Regions from separate parts of the Mus musculus genome. Here region 1 is linked to region 2. The links are chromatin contacts, called in public HiChIP or PLAC-seq maps. All regions are on one chromosome and are shown on one strand. Each heading gives the region's core, a stretch centred on a gene start, on an enhancer-like site or on the middle of the called end of the contact. The rest is flanking DNA. Distances are from core to core; before and after follow the strand shown.

Evidence for each region. HiChIP or PLAC-seq counts read pairs in DNA pulled down with a chosen protein or histone mark.
Region 1: a contact with region 2 is called in an H3K4me3 HiChIP or PLAC-seq map of the SCID.adh cell line, with 8 read pairs. The contact joins two enhancer-like sites. A contact is called at or near these places in 3 of 39 promoter capture datasets (the 3T3-L1 cell line, embryonic stem cells and stem cell-derived epiblast-like cells), 1 of 15 datasets of contacts at CTCF or cohesin (embryonic stem cells), 3 of 484 Hi-C or Micro-C datasets (embryonic stem cells, nephron progenitors and stem cell-derived primordial germ cell-like cells) and 1 of 115 datasets of contacts at active chromatin or transcription factors (the SCID.adh cell line).

Annotation. Positions count from the first base shown.
Region 1 is chr16:35,743,446-35,750,082 of GRCm38.p6, forward strand. All of the region lies in intron 2 of Slc49a4 (solute carrier family 49 member 4), which reads right to left. Among named protein-coding and RNA genes, the nearest start is that of Slc49a4, 23 kb to the right of the region's middle. Within about 2 kb of position 4,091, at least 53 of the 459 cell types and tissues checked have an H3K27ac peak or open chromatin away from gene starts, as enhancers often do. A contact at or near this core is called in the SCID.adh cell line, where this site is marked.
Region 2 is chr16:35,904,564-35,911,223 of GRCm38.p6, forward strand. No RefSeq gene overlaps it. Among named protein-coding and RNA genes, the nearest start is that of Parp9, 31 kb to the right of the region's middle. Within about 2 kb of position 3,053, at least 64 of the 459 cell types and tissues checked have an H3K27ac peak or open chromatin away from gene starts, as enhancers often do. A contact at or near this core is called in the SCID.adh cell line, where this site is marked.

The sequences.
Region 1 (6,637 bases), core at 2,841-5,340, 160 kb before region 2:
ATTAATATTTGAAATAAAATGAAACTTTTATTGAGCTGTATTTTTGGTCTCTTTGTTACAGAGGACGGCCTATTTATTAAATCAGAAGTAGGTTATGTAAATATTGACCGAATTATCGATTTAAATGACAGAAACCAACATTTATTAAGTAGGACTACTGTTTCCATTTCATGGACTTTTTTTCATTTTTGAAAAATTTTTGTTATAATTACACCATTTTTCCTGTCTTTTTCTCCCTTCCAACCCTTGCCCTTTTTTTGTTTGTTTGTTTGTTTTAATGCTTTGAAGGCTAATCTTGGTTGTCAACTTGGCACACCTAGGCTAAAAGAGGGAGTCTCAGCTAAAGAACTGCTTCTGACTGGCCTGTGGGCATGTCAATGGGGCATTTTCTTTACGGCTAACTTGATGCAGGAAGGCTCATCCTCTGTGGTGATGCCATCCCTGGGCAGGTGGCCCGAGCTGTATGCGAAGCAGTGAAACAACCTCACACCAGTAAGCACCGGTCCTCCACAACCTCACATTAGTAGGCACTGCTCCTCCGTGGCTCTGCTTCCGGTTCTGCCCGGTCCCTGCTCTGACTTCTTCCAGTGACGGAGTGAGGAAGAAATACCCTTTCCTCCCCTACATTGGTTTTGGGCAATGTCTTATCATAGTTAACATAGAAACAAAGCAGACAAGTGCTTACATAATTTACAAGCTACCTAAGACATTTCCAACACACATTCTCCCATTTTGCATTTTATGACTATTTTGAAGCATGACTATTTTGAAGCATAAGATTCCAGATGTTGATGTCGGATATTAGCCTCAGCATTACCCCCAACCCTAACTGGAGGTGGTGGCTTCCCTGTGTGAGGTCTTCACTGTTTTTGTGTTTACAAAAACAGACAACTCTTTGGGAACCAGATTTACTTTAGGAAACAAAGTTTCGGGAACAAGGCTTACCAGTTTTTGGGCTCTGTCAGGGATGTACTTTGATGCGGGCCGCAGAGTAAGGGGGGTGCTTTCTTCTAACAATGACCAACCTCAGGGACAGCAGCTACTTCCTGGAATGATTTAACAAGCACAGCCACTTGTGTTTTCACTATGTTACTACCAACAGCTTCTAGCCTATTTTGCTCTTATAACCAATTTGTTGCGGGTAACATAAATTTTACTGTTTCTTTTAATATTAAGGGGGAAACTCCAAGACAAACTCTTATTTTGAAGGAAAAAAGCAGTGGGCATTTTCAGCAGCCTTTGAAATGCTCTTAAATTTTTATTTTTTTCTTGGGGCAGAATGTAGTCCTAGTGGTAGAATGCTTGCCTAGAACTACAGAAGCTGGGTATGGTGGTACACTTGGGAGGAGAAGGCAACCTTAGCTACATAGGGAACAGGAGGCCAGCCTGGGCTACATTATGAGAGACTCTTCCCAACCTCCCTCAACCAACAAAGAGAAAAGCTAAATCTATTTTATAAATTATGCGTGTGCACACATGTGCCGTAGCACATGTGTGGAGGTCAGAGGACATCTTGCAGTAGTTGGTTCTTTCCTTCTACCATATGGGTCTCAGGGATTGAACTCCAGCCATCAATTGGGGCAGTGAATGCCTTTCCTGCTCAGCCATCTTGCTGGCCCTGAAATATTCTAAGTGGCCCAATTCAAGCTGCTCTGAAAATCTCAGCCACAGTCATGACGCGACCCCACACAGTTGGGAGAGGGAGAAAGTTGAGTGATCAGTTACCTGCTAACTTTGTAGAATTCTAACCTGGGCGATGGGACTGGAGTATGCGCCTGATGATTCTTACATCAAAATATGTGTGAAATTATATATGGGTGATGTTGAACAAGAAATAACTCAATATTCCTGTGTGATGTTGGGGCCTAGGGACTACCTCAGACATCAACACACCACAAAGAGAGGAAGGACTCAGTGTCAGAGCTCTGATTTCATACCTTTCCCTCTACTGAAAACTCGTAGTAGCAGCCGCCCACTACCTCAGTCTTGAGGCCCACCTCAGCACCAGGCAACAATACTTAAAAACATGGTCCTAGAGCTTTAAGAATCAAGCAGGGCAACAGAATTCTTCATAGTGTCTAAATCTTCAAGACCTATTTTTGTTTTTATCGTGAGTGCTTTGTCTGCATGTACCCATGTGTGTGTGTGCCCGGTGCCCACGGTAGCCAGGAGAGGCCATCAGGTCCCTTAGAACTTGAGTTTCCGAAGCTTCTGAGCAGGTGTGTGGGTGCTGGGGACGAACTCAGATCCCCTGCAAGAGCGACCATGCTCTTCAGTCCCTAGAGTCTAAGCAGTAATTACCTGATACTCACTTAAGCGATCATATCACAGAACAGATTAGTGAAACGCAATTTCCTTACCTGCTATTTAAAGTGAAAGCCCTCTGCCCTAGGCAGGTAGGTCCTAAGTCTAAATGAGCATGAGATTACCTAACAGACCTTGCTAAAATTGATAGCACTGGGGCGGGGACCAAGGATCTAGAAGGTTAGTAAATGGAATTTATTTTTAAAGACACCAATGTAAGGGAACTTAAATTTTATACATTTATAGAAAAGAATCTTAGTTCTTAAATGTAAATATCAAATGATCCACATTTCTACACTGGAGAAACTTACTATATGTTCCCTGTCTTTCTCTCTCTCTCACTTTCTGTTTGTTTGTTTCGAAACAGAGATTCTCTGTGAAGCCCTGGCTGTCCTGGAACCCACTTTGTAGAGCCCAGGCTGGCCTCGAACTCAGAGATCTGCCTGCCTCTGCCTCCCGAGTGCTGGGATTAAAGGCATGCGCCACCACGCCTGGCTCTCTCTCCCTTTCATTGTCCAGAGTCCATATGCATAAACTGTAGTGCCTGACCAGCCAGGGGAACAGTGAACTGTGAGTGACAACTCCTGGACGGATACACCCTCATGCTGAACTTCTAACAAGGCTGCTTAATTACAACTCCAAAGACCCAAGAGAATGGGATGTTTCTAGTCCAAAGCCAAATTATCTTAGGCCACCTTTGGGCCCCTTCAGGGCCCACTGATTGCCCTCTTCTGTATGTGGCCTAACATCTTTGTGATCATTCTGTAAGTTCCTTGGAATGTACAGACTACTAGTTCCCACCAAGCAAAGGGTTAAGAACGCTGCCACACTGCATCAGATGATGCAGTGAGATGTCTGTGACTTCCTACATGACATCCCATTGATGTATTTGAAAAGTGTCTTGATTTGCTTCCCATTTCTTTCTTCGGTACACGGAGGTTGGGATAACCAGAATCTATGGTCCCAACCTCGGCCACTGATATGGGCTACAGAATACGTTCTCTCTGACCTTCTTAGAAGCAAGAGTTATTTCCTCATCGACATCTAGGAAGCACTTTAATTTCTCTTAATTGGAAAGGTCATACATACAGCCCTGGTGTTTCGTTTTGTTTTATTTTTGTCAGCTTGACACAGCTAGAGTCGTTTTGGAAGAGGAACCTCAGTTGATAAAATGCCTTCATCAGATTGCCTATAAATTGTCTGTGGGGCATTTGCTTGATTAATGACTTATGTGGGGGGGTGTCAGCCCACTGGGCTTGGTGCCTGGGCAGATGGTCCTGGGTTCTATAAGAAAGCAGGCTAAGCACACCATGGGGAGCATCCTCCAGGCCTCTACGTCAGTTCCTGCCTCCAGATTCCTGCCTTTCCTCCATGATGAACTATAAGCTGTAAAATGAAATATATCTTTCCTCCCCAAGTTGCTTTTGGTCACAGTGTTTATCACAGCAACAGAAAGCAACCTAAGACATAGTCACATGTGGCAAAAATTCCCAACAGTAGTTAAGAATATAAAACAAGAAATAAAGGTTTTCTTCTCTCCAGACCTGGAGTTCCTTGGCTCCTTCCCCAAAGACAACTGGCAGCGATGGCTTCTTCTAGGAAGGGTCCTTGCTAAAATAAAGCTGCTACATGTACCTTTGCCACTGTTTTCTAAGTAGAAGCACACTAAACACACTGTTGTAAACCACACTTCTCTGCTCAGAAGCACATTTTAGAGACAGTCCACATGAGCACCTGCAAACTGTTACCTTTTCACAGCCACAAACAATCCCACAATCCACTGCACAGGCTTCTGTGGCTGGCAGCTGGGTGAGCCTGGCCTTCCTCTACCACAAGCAAAGCTGCACACACTCGGGTGTGCCGGCCACCTGGTACAGCTTTGCAAGTAGGCTAATTTTCTATAAATACACAGAGTAAAGGACACGTACGCTTTAAACCAGATATATTGCTCCAGCGCCCTGCAAATGGGACATCCCAAACTGTTCCAACACTGGCACTGCCAGATCGGTTTCTAATCACTGTCTTAACTTTGGTTTATTTAACCATGGCAGAAAGCTGGCTCCTCTCCCTCAATTCTGTCATTTGCATTTTAATTTCTATTATTGCTTGTCATAGCCATTCCCTCATGGATTGCTACTTCTTTACTGACTTGACATAATTACTTCCAACTCAACAAATGGCCCATTTGTCTTATTTGTTGAACTTCCTTGTTTTTAACTTGTCCTTTGACTTTGTTTTACAGTGTGGCTAATCATGAAGACATTTGACCACATTTTAACGTGGCTCTCGTCTCGGGCTTTGTGTCTTGGCTGCCAGGCCTTCTTCTCTCTTGGCTTCTTTAAAACAACCATGCTCCCAACACCATTATGGCTTGTTTTATATGTTAGGCCTTTGATACAACAGGAACTTGCTAAAGCAGGAAGGCAAGGATCCAGGTTTCTTCTCATTGAGTTTTAGCTTCTAAAAGCCTGGGAGCAAATGGCCTTTTCTCCTACAGCCATGCGAAAGACAACTTGTCCAGCTGCAAGGCATTTCACACTGGAAACTTTTTCTAGAAAACCGTGTTTATTAGGGCCACACTCTTGAGCTGTCTGACACGGTAGTAAAGCTACTCAATGTTTGCATTGACAGAGGGACTCTGAATGGGAAGGTAATAAACACGGCACGTGTTATGGATAAGTGGCCCATCTGTGACTAAGGACAGAAATGACTTGCTGGAACTTCACCCCCAGGAAGCCGAGCTTGTTGGTGGAGCTGGGTCAGAACTCGAAAAGCTCCATGGGAGGTGGGCCCACAAGACACAGACTGCCAACTTCTTGTCTCAGTGATGTTTAAATGAATTTTGTAGGTCTTTATTACTTCCACCATGTCATATAAACTGAAAAAGTAGCAATCTAGCACACTTATCAGATAAAAATATAGGTTCTAATTATAGCATTTTCATTTTGGCAGCTGCACTATAGACGCTGCTTGGAATTACTGTAGCACACAGAGTACCTTACTCTGGGGAACCTATTCTTTACAAATGAACACAAGATTGAAAAGTAAGTTAGGAAAGGCTCAGTATTTCTGAGCTGTTTCTCCCTCCTGTCCACCCTTCCTTTATTCACATTTCTCTGTGAGCTCCATTTCTCTTCTGTTTCACTTTCTCTGCCAGAACGCAGACCCAACACCCGCCCTATTTCTAGAATCCTAACTGGAAAGATAGAGATGAATGTAGCGTTGGGATGGTAAGAGCACAGGTGGTCCAGAGCAGAATTAAAACCAAAGGCTGAGTGACATCTTCAGAGTGCCTTGAGGACATTACAACATTGTATTTTTAACACCGTGGATGCCTTAAAAACAAACAAATCTGCACTGTTTAATAAATTTAGACCACATCAAACACCATCAAGACCCAACTCAGGAGGACAGAAGCTAACAGCCTTCCACGGGACCCGTGTGACTTTTCTGGCTTTCTTTTACAAAACAAAAGCATTTGTAACTTAAGTTTCCTGAAAAGAGAATATATTTTGAAAATCAGAAAACGAACATTTATTTTTAAACTGTCAAGTTCTGCTCTAAATGAAAGCCACCCACCTCGCCTCCCACGTCTATCTCTAACAGACCCCCAGGCAGTGGCTCTGCCTCGGCCGCACCACCTCTGACCTCTCCTCACGTTTGCGCTCACACAGGCCATCCTGTCATTCTGAGAACCCCGTGAAGCCAAGAGTTCCCAGGATCCCTTTCCTCCCCACATCGGCATTTTCAGTAGCCAGTTCTCCAAAACACAGTTTCCACACTCTTTCACTACCATTGCTACCACAATGCCCAGCAGCGTCTCCCCTGGTTTGGTGACTAGTTTCCCAGGGGCTTCCTTATTTTGCCTGTGAGCTCCAGCTTCCCTACAGGCAGAACAGCAGCCTGTCACCAGGACACTCCACAGCTTAGAACCTCCAGTGGTTTTCTAGCTCCGAAAAAGCCCTGAAGTCCATCCAGGAGCTCACACAATCTTAGAGGATCCAGCCCCACACTTCCGTAGCACCAATCATAACTTGGACGTTAGGTCTTTCCAAAAGGCCAGCCACTCACCCACTCACTCTCACTCACTCAGTTCTAGCCATCATGGCCTCCCTGCCAGGGATGCCCTCCCTCTTCTGCCATTTTACACCTGTGGTTCTCTCTGCACAACCAAAACTGCTCTGTCCCATGGAGTCATTTTATATCTCCTTTATACTCTTACCTCTATTTCTGAAAACAATTTTTTTTAGATTTACTTGTTTTACTCAAAGTGTATGAATGCATTGCCTGCAGACATATGTGTATCATGTGCATACTTGTTGGAGTCCCTGGA
Region 2 (6,660 bases), core at 1,803-4,302:
AAGCAAATGTCCTGGAGGAACGCTGGATCTGGTGTCACTTTAAGGCCCACATGTTAAAGGTCCAGCCTCTAGCTAAGTGCTATTGACAGGGGGCAGAACCTTTAAGAGGCAGAGCTAATGGGATGTCATGGCGGGGTATGGTCTCAGAGAAGATGCTGAGAACCTTGTCTCTCCTTTCTTGCACTTCTTAGTCATGAGGAACAGGTTTGCTCCACCACATACTTTAGCCAGATGTGCTGCTCAGCGCAGGCCCAAAGCAATGAGGCCAATTAATTAATGGCTGGGATCTCCAAAGCTAGGACACACACACACACACACACACACACACACACACACACACACACAAACCTTTCCCTTTTATAAGACAACTGGTCTCAGACATTTGTTCTAGTAACAGAAGATGACTAGCCTAAGGTTGGACATGTAAAACGACACTAAGGAAAAAAGAAATAGAGAAGAAAGGCAGAAAAGACTCCTGGGTTCTGCCACAGAGCACCAGATGCTACCCTGACTTCACTGAGAGTAAGAGCAAGCCCAAGAGAAGGTAGCCAATTCAAGACGTTCAAGACACAAAGATGCAACCCTCTTCCAGTTGTTACCTGGGAAACAGAGGTGCACAACATCTAGTCACACCATTCGAGATCACTGAGACTGGTTTCCTGACATTATTTTCTCTGAGAAGTCAACTATTATTTTGTACTCTCTAAGAAGGAACCAAACTGAAGCCATTTTTTTTAAAATAAAACCTCCATTTTGAATAGGGACCAAATAAAAGTTGAAGTTCCCAAGACCTCTCTGAGTAACTGACATCCTGGTTGGCAGAGAGAGACATGTACATAGGTAACTGGCATCCTGGTTGCCAAGTTGAGACATAAATGCTAGGCAAGTTGCCCTGCCACAGTTGAACAACCCAACCAATGGGAACAGGATAAGTGTACCACAAAGACACATTCCTCAGGAAATCCCCTATCCCTAAGCACTGATTGGTGGGAAAATGTAACCATAACTTGGCACAGGTGTCTGTGGTTTTGAAACTTAAAAGGTCTGCGAACCTGTGGCTCTGGGTCACACAGTTCCGCTCCCAAGTCTGTTCTGCAGCTGTGACCGATCAGTGGCAGCTTGATTACAATAAAGTTTTGTCATCTGTGTTGACCTGGCATTTGAGCTGTGCTGGGTCTAAATGGATCTCATAAAAACTCAGTTCACCTCATATAATTCAGTCTCCTCCCATCTGTGCAGCTGAAAAGAAGAAGAAGAAGAAGAAGAAGAAGAAGAAGAAGAAGAAGAAGAAGAAGAAGAAGAAGAAGAAGAAGAAGAAGAAGAAGAAGAAGAAGAAGAAGAAGAAGAAGAAGAAGAAGAAGAAGAAGAAGAAGAAAGACAAGTGGAACCAATGCACAACACATCGGTTACTGAGAGCTGCACCTTCATTTCTGAGAAATGAAAACTGCTGACTGCTCAGATAGCCGCGAGGCCCCTCCCCTCTCTCCCGGTTCACTCCGGGAGCAGTTTTAACTTTCTGTTATTCAGAATTACTTTTGTAATTGGTGGGGGAAATAAGGAGCTTATTGGAGTTACTTACAGGAGCTTGAGTGAAGGGTTTCTCACTCAAAACCAAATGCATCACAAAGAAGTGCCACCTCTCCATGTGAAGATTTCCCCCCAAAGCTGTGTGACCCATCCCCATCCAGATTCTTTAACTCAATAACTATATTACTGAGGCTGGGTGTTGGTGTGTGCCTTTTGTCCCAGCACTTAGGAAGTGGAGACAGGCATATCTTTGTGAGTCCCAGGCCAGCATTGTCTACAGACTGAGTTCAGGATAGCCAGGGCTTCATAGAGAAACTCTGTCTCACAAAACAAAACAAAACAAAACACTCACCAAAAATATCGTTTATATTGTTGAATATTTGGGGTGCTGTTTAAAGGTATTATCTGGGGCCTAATAAGATGACTCATCAGGTAAGAGCACGGACTGCTCTTCCAAAGGTCCTGAGTTCCAATCCCAACAACCACATGGTCACATGGTGGCTCACAACCACCCATAATTAGATCTGACGCCCTCTTCTGGTGTGTCTGAAGTCAGTATATATATATATATATATATATATATACAGTGTGTATATGTATAATAATAAATAGATCTTTGGGCTGGAGCAAGCAGGGACTGGGCGAATGGAGTTGACCAGAGCAAGCAGAGATCCTAAAAAAAAAAAAAAAATTCAATTTCCAACAACTACATGAAGGCTCACAACCATCTGTACAGCTACAGTGTACTCACATACATAAAATAAATCTAAATAAATAAATAAATGTATTATCTGTCTTAATCCATTCAGTCCTTAAAACAAACCAATGGGTAGATCTCCATTTCATGGGTTCTGTGAAGTCTTGGGAAGTGGTAGAGTGGCCCAGGCATCCATGGGTGCTTGAACTCTCTGCCGGGCTCTAGAGCACTGAGACACTGTCCCACTTTCCCAGAAGAGCAACGTCCGTGCTCATCCACCTCAATTTTTCAGGAGGGCAAAGGGCAGCAGCCTCTGAGGCTGGGCAGCAGGCCAACCACGGCTCGGAAGCAGTGCCCAGTGGCTAAGCAAAGCTGGAGTCTCGGCTGGAACAGAAATATATATATATATTTTGAGCAATTTGAAGTGTTTTACACTTTATTATAATATTAAAAAAGAATAAAACTGTGTAAATACTACGTGTCAATGAAAAATTTGAAGCAAATACGGGATTTTCTGAGATCCTGTTCACGATTCATCCTAACAATTGTTGAGTAGCTATTGAATAAGATAGGGCCTGTGTTAAAAGATAGTTATTACAAAGCTGTCAAAATATTTTACAAGCTGAAAAATAGAAAAAGGTCAAAGTTTAGATGCTAACAAGAAAATTGGCCATTTTCTTTGAGTTATTTGATTCCTCCTACACACAGGTAATTAGGCAAATAATTAGCTGGCTTCAGTTCATTGAGTGTTCTAGTCAAGGTTATGGTGGCACCACGTGGGTCATAATGCAGTGACAGCTGGGTTGATTACATAAAAACAAGTGCTTTGCCCTTTGCCATCCTCCCCTATCTTCTTTCAGCCTGTGACTTCTCAGTTCCTCATGAGTCACACACAGGCTGACAGAGGGCTTTCTGTGCCAGGATATTTGACCAGCAAAGATAATGGATTGAAGGAGCCTGCCACACAAAAGCTTTCAGCAAGCGAATTTCTTTGTCTGGCCGCTGTTCTTGCTGAGGTACAAACTTTCCCCAAAACATCAAGCCTTCTCTGCAAAAGAGGCTTCAATGCAGGTGCAGCAGCTCACATTCTGCTATGCAAGGCTTGCTGGGGCAGGGGACCCACAGCACAGCATAGACCTACCCTAACACAGCCTTCAGTCTAGGTCATCTCTCCAGGCCCTGGTGCCCTACATCTGGTTCTATTTCTGCAGTGGACTAACCTGCCTTAAGGGCAAGAGCTTGCTGTACAAGCTAGAGCAGGGCATTTAGGGCTAATGCTGCTGACACAGGACGTCAGCTTTACACTTGGAATCCTGCCCTCCCAGGTCCCTGCTGCCTCCAAGTCTTTAGTGGTCCCATTTCTCTGTACTGGTTTTCCACTCATGTCAGTTACCCTGGCTGGCTATCTGGTTCCATGTTGCAAAATATGTTTATCTTTTGTTCATTGTTATTTTCTTTCCAACTCTCCTTTTTCCTTGCCTTGCAGCCTTTATGATAATTTCAGAAGAGTGAGACAGGAGTAAAGCTCATGTTCAATCTTCCATTTTACGGCTACTTTTGAGTGGTTGGTAAAAATGGTAGCTATTCTACAGACTCACTTCTGTGAGTTCTACAATATTTTACAACTGAGAAAGTATTAAAATGTCTGCTTGTATTTGATCTTACCCTTTAACTTAAAACTCAATGTTTTATAATACACACAGTATATTAGTATAGGACAATTGATACAGGTAGCAGACCTCAAAAGGGTTATAGCAAGGGGGTGGTCAAACATGATAGGGGAAAAAAATTCAAGGAAAAGAGATTGAATTTCATTTCTTGTTCACAATCATGAACAGAAGAGCTAGAGGAGACAAAATGTGACTACTAACTATGTAAAAATTTGTTGGGATTTCCACTTGACCATCTAGTGAATTCATCTAAAATTACCTAGAAATGAAAACAGTAAGTGGCCACAACGTTAAGTTGGAAATATTAGTCCAATTCCTCAACTATTTTATAAAAGTCACTTTTATTCTCTAAGTTTAATCATCATCACAGAGGCTTACTGCTAAAGAAACACCTTTTTTTCAGTCCTTTCTGAACTCTAGCTGTGTGGTTCAACTCAGCTGTTTTGGCCCAAAATCCTCTCCAAGCTGACTGATTCAATCTGGCTTCTCTACCATTCTGACTGAATTGCTCTGCTTGGCCTTAAACTGACTCTGGAAATCTGTTCTAATCTTGCTCCTTCGCATCCTCTGGCTTGACTCTTTACCTGGAACCTGTCTTTGTAAAACTGCCTTCTCTATCTTCTTCTGCACTGCATCTCTTAAGTAGCTTCTCCTCCATGTTTTGTTCTTGTGAGAGTTGGATGTAGCCTATCTTTGACTCATCTGTCAAATCTTTCTCTGATTTGTCACTTTATCACGCAATTAGGCATCACTTTCAAAAATGGCTGCTTCCTTCTACAAACTAACTTTACCTTCATTATCTGAGATTAAAGGTGTGTATTAAGGGAGTTCCGATAGTCCAGCCAGAAGGATTAAAGGTATCATTCTAGCTGGATCATTTAGACTTAGAAGGTCTTTGGATGTGATCCCTTGCCAGAGCAGCCTTGTTCCTAGATTAAGATTCCTCTACACTATCCAATAATAACAATAATCTTTCAAAGTTCCCTCTTGCCTCAGAGACTTAGCTAAAGGATCATGGTTCAATCTAGGAATGTTCTCCATGAACCTCTATGCTGAGACTTAATTTCTTTTGTAGGTATGGGAAGCCTGATGAAGAGATAAGAAGTCCTTCTAGTCAACAACTAATGTAGAGAAAGACCTGTGAAAACCTAAAGACCTATTATACTTTAGCATCATGAATATTTATCTTCTTATTGTGGTGGTGAGGAAAATCAAATGCTTTATGACTACTGTTAGGCTATCCCTCATCTTTTGGTCCTAGACAACTGTGGTCCCCTATGTCAGGTGTGCTGAGGAAAGAGTGGGTTTGTAGATGGGTAAGAGAGGTAAAAACTACCTTCAGCCTAGATACTGGTAGATATTGTGGTGGTTTGATGAAAATGACTCCCATAGGCCCATAGAGACTGGTATTATTAGGAGATGTGGCCTTGTTGGCTTGGCTGAGAAACCAATTCTCCCCACCTCCTAATCTCTTGTCATGGTGTGTGCCTTCTATTTGAGTATCTCTAAGTAATGTTTAAGAGTGAGTTGGAGCCCTACATTGGGCGCCATCAATTACATTAATCAATTAATCTACTCAAATCTCCCAGTGGTGGCACAAGTTCCATACTACCTGTCCCAGTGTTTTGAGTTTCTGAAAGAAAGACACACACACACACACACACACACACACACACACACACACTTAAATATGCCTTAATCCCAAATTTCCATTTTGCTAATGCTTCCCTCCAATACTCCTGAGTTATTACTTCCTAGAATCGATATTCCATCTTTACTCTCCTAGTCCCAAGCGGGGGACCCTCTGGGGCTGCTCTTTTCTGCCTCTTACATGATTGGTATGTCTTTCTTTTTACTCTCAAGCCCAGATCTTATTCCTTAGACATGGCGATTCTCCTTATTCAGTCCCCTTGCTAGCAAATCCTAAAATACTGCCTCTGTCTCCCTGCAAATTAGTCATTTGTGGCCAACAATTTTATTTACCAATCAAAACCAACTGGGGACAGGGACCCTCAGCATCTTACATGTGAGATGCAGATTATACAAATTTGGAAACCCAAATAACATAATCATACAAGCATTAAGCTAAATCCACAATTACCCCTAAACTATTTTTATGTGCTAGACTGGCTATTTCTCAGCTACACATCCCAAGTTACTTGCACATAGTTGTCCTGTCTGAGCTGAATTTGCTCCATTGGGCATTCCCTGGTTCTGATTCTCCATATTATTTCTCTCTCTCCTTGTGGTCCCTACCTGCACCCCTCAGCCTGTCAATCAAAGCTCCTCTCACCTCTAGTCTCCCCAGTAACTGGCTGTCAGCTACTTTTATTTAACTGGTCAGAGAAGACTGGTGAGCAAAGTTTACACAACACCATTTGGAGTACCTGAGAATGTGCTTGTGGGACTGCACAAGGCAGATCCTGGGGGCCAGAGTTTTAGAGATTGAATGCATAGCAGCACCTCAGCTTGATTCCTGGAACCTACATAAAGGAGGAAAAAGAGAATTCACACCACAAAGTTGTCTCTGACCTGCCTGTGCCTGCTCACACACACACACACATCATTTACAATATGATAATAATAAGGAAACATTTGTAGTGGAGGTTGGTAATAGATATCGCAACTGTATTGCAGTGCTGAGTGGATTATGAAATGGCCCATCATAGGTAGATAATGACAACAGCTGTAATTTTTACGCTGTTACTATGTGCCAAACACAAGCTAAGTGCCCTATATGAATTATTTTTATTTAAATCCCATAAC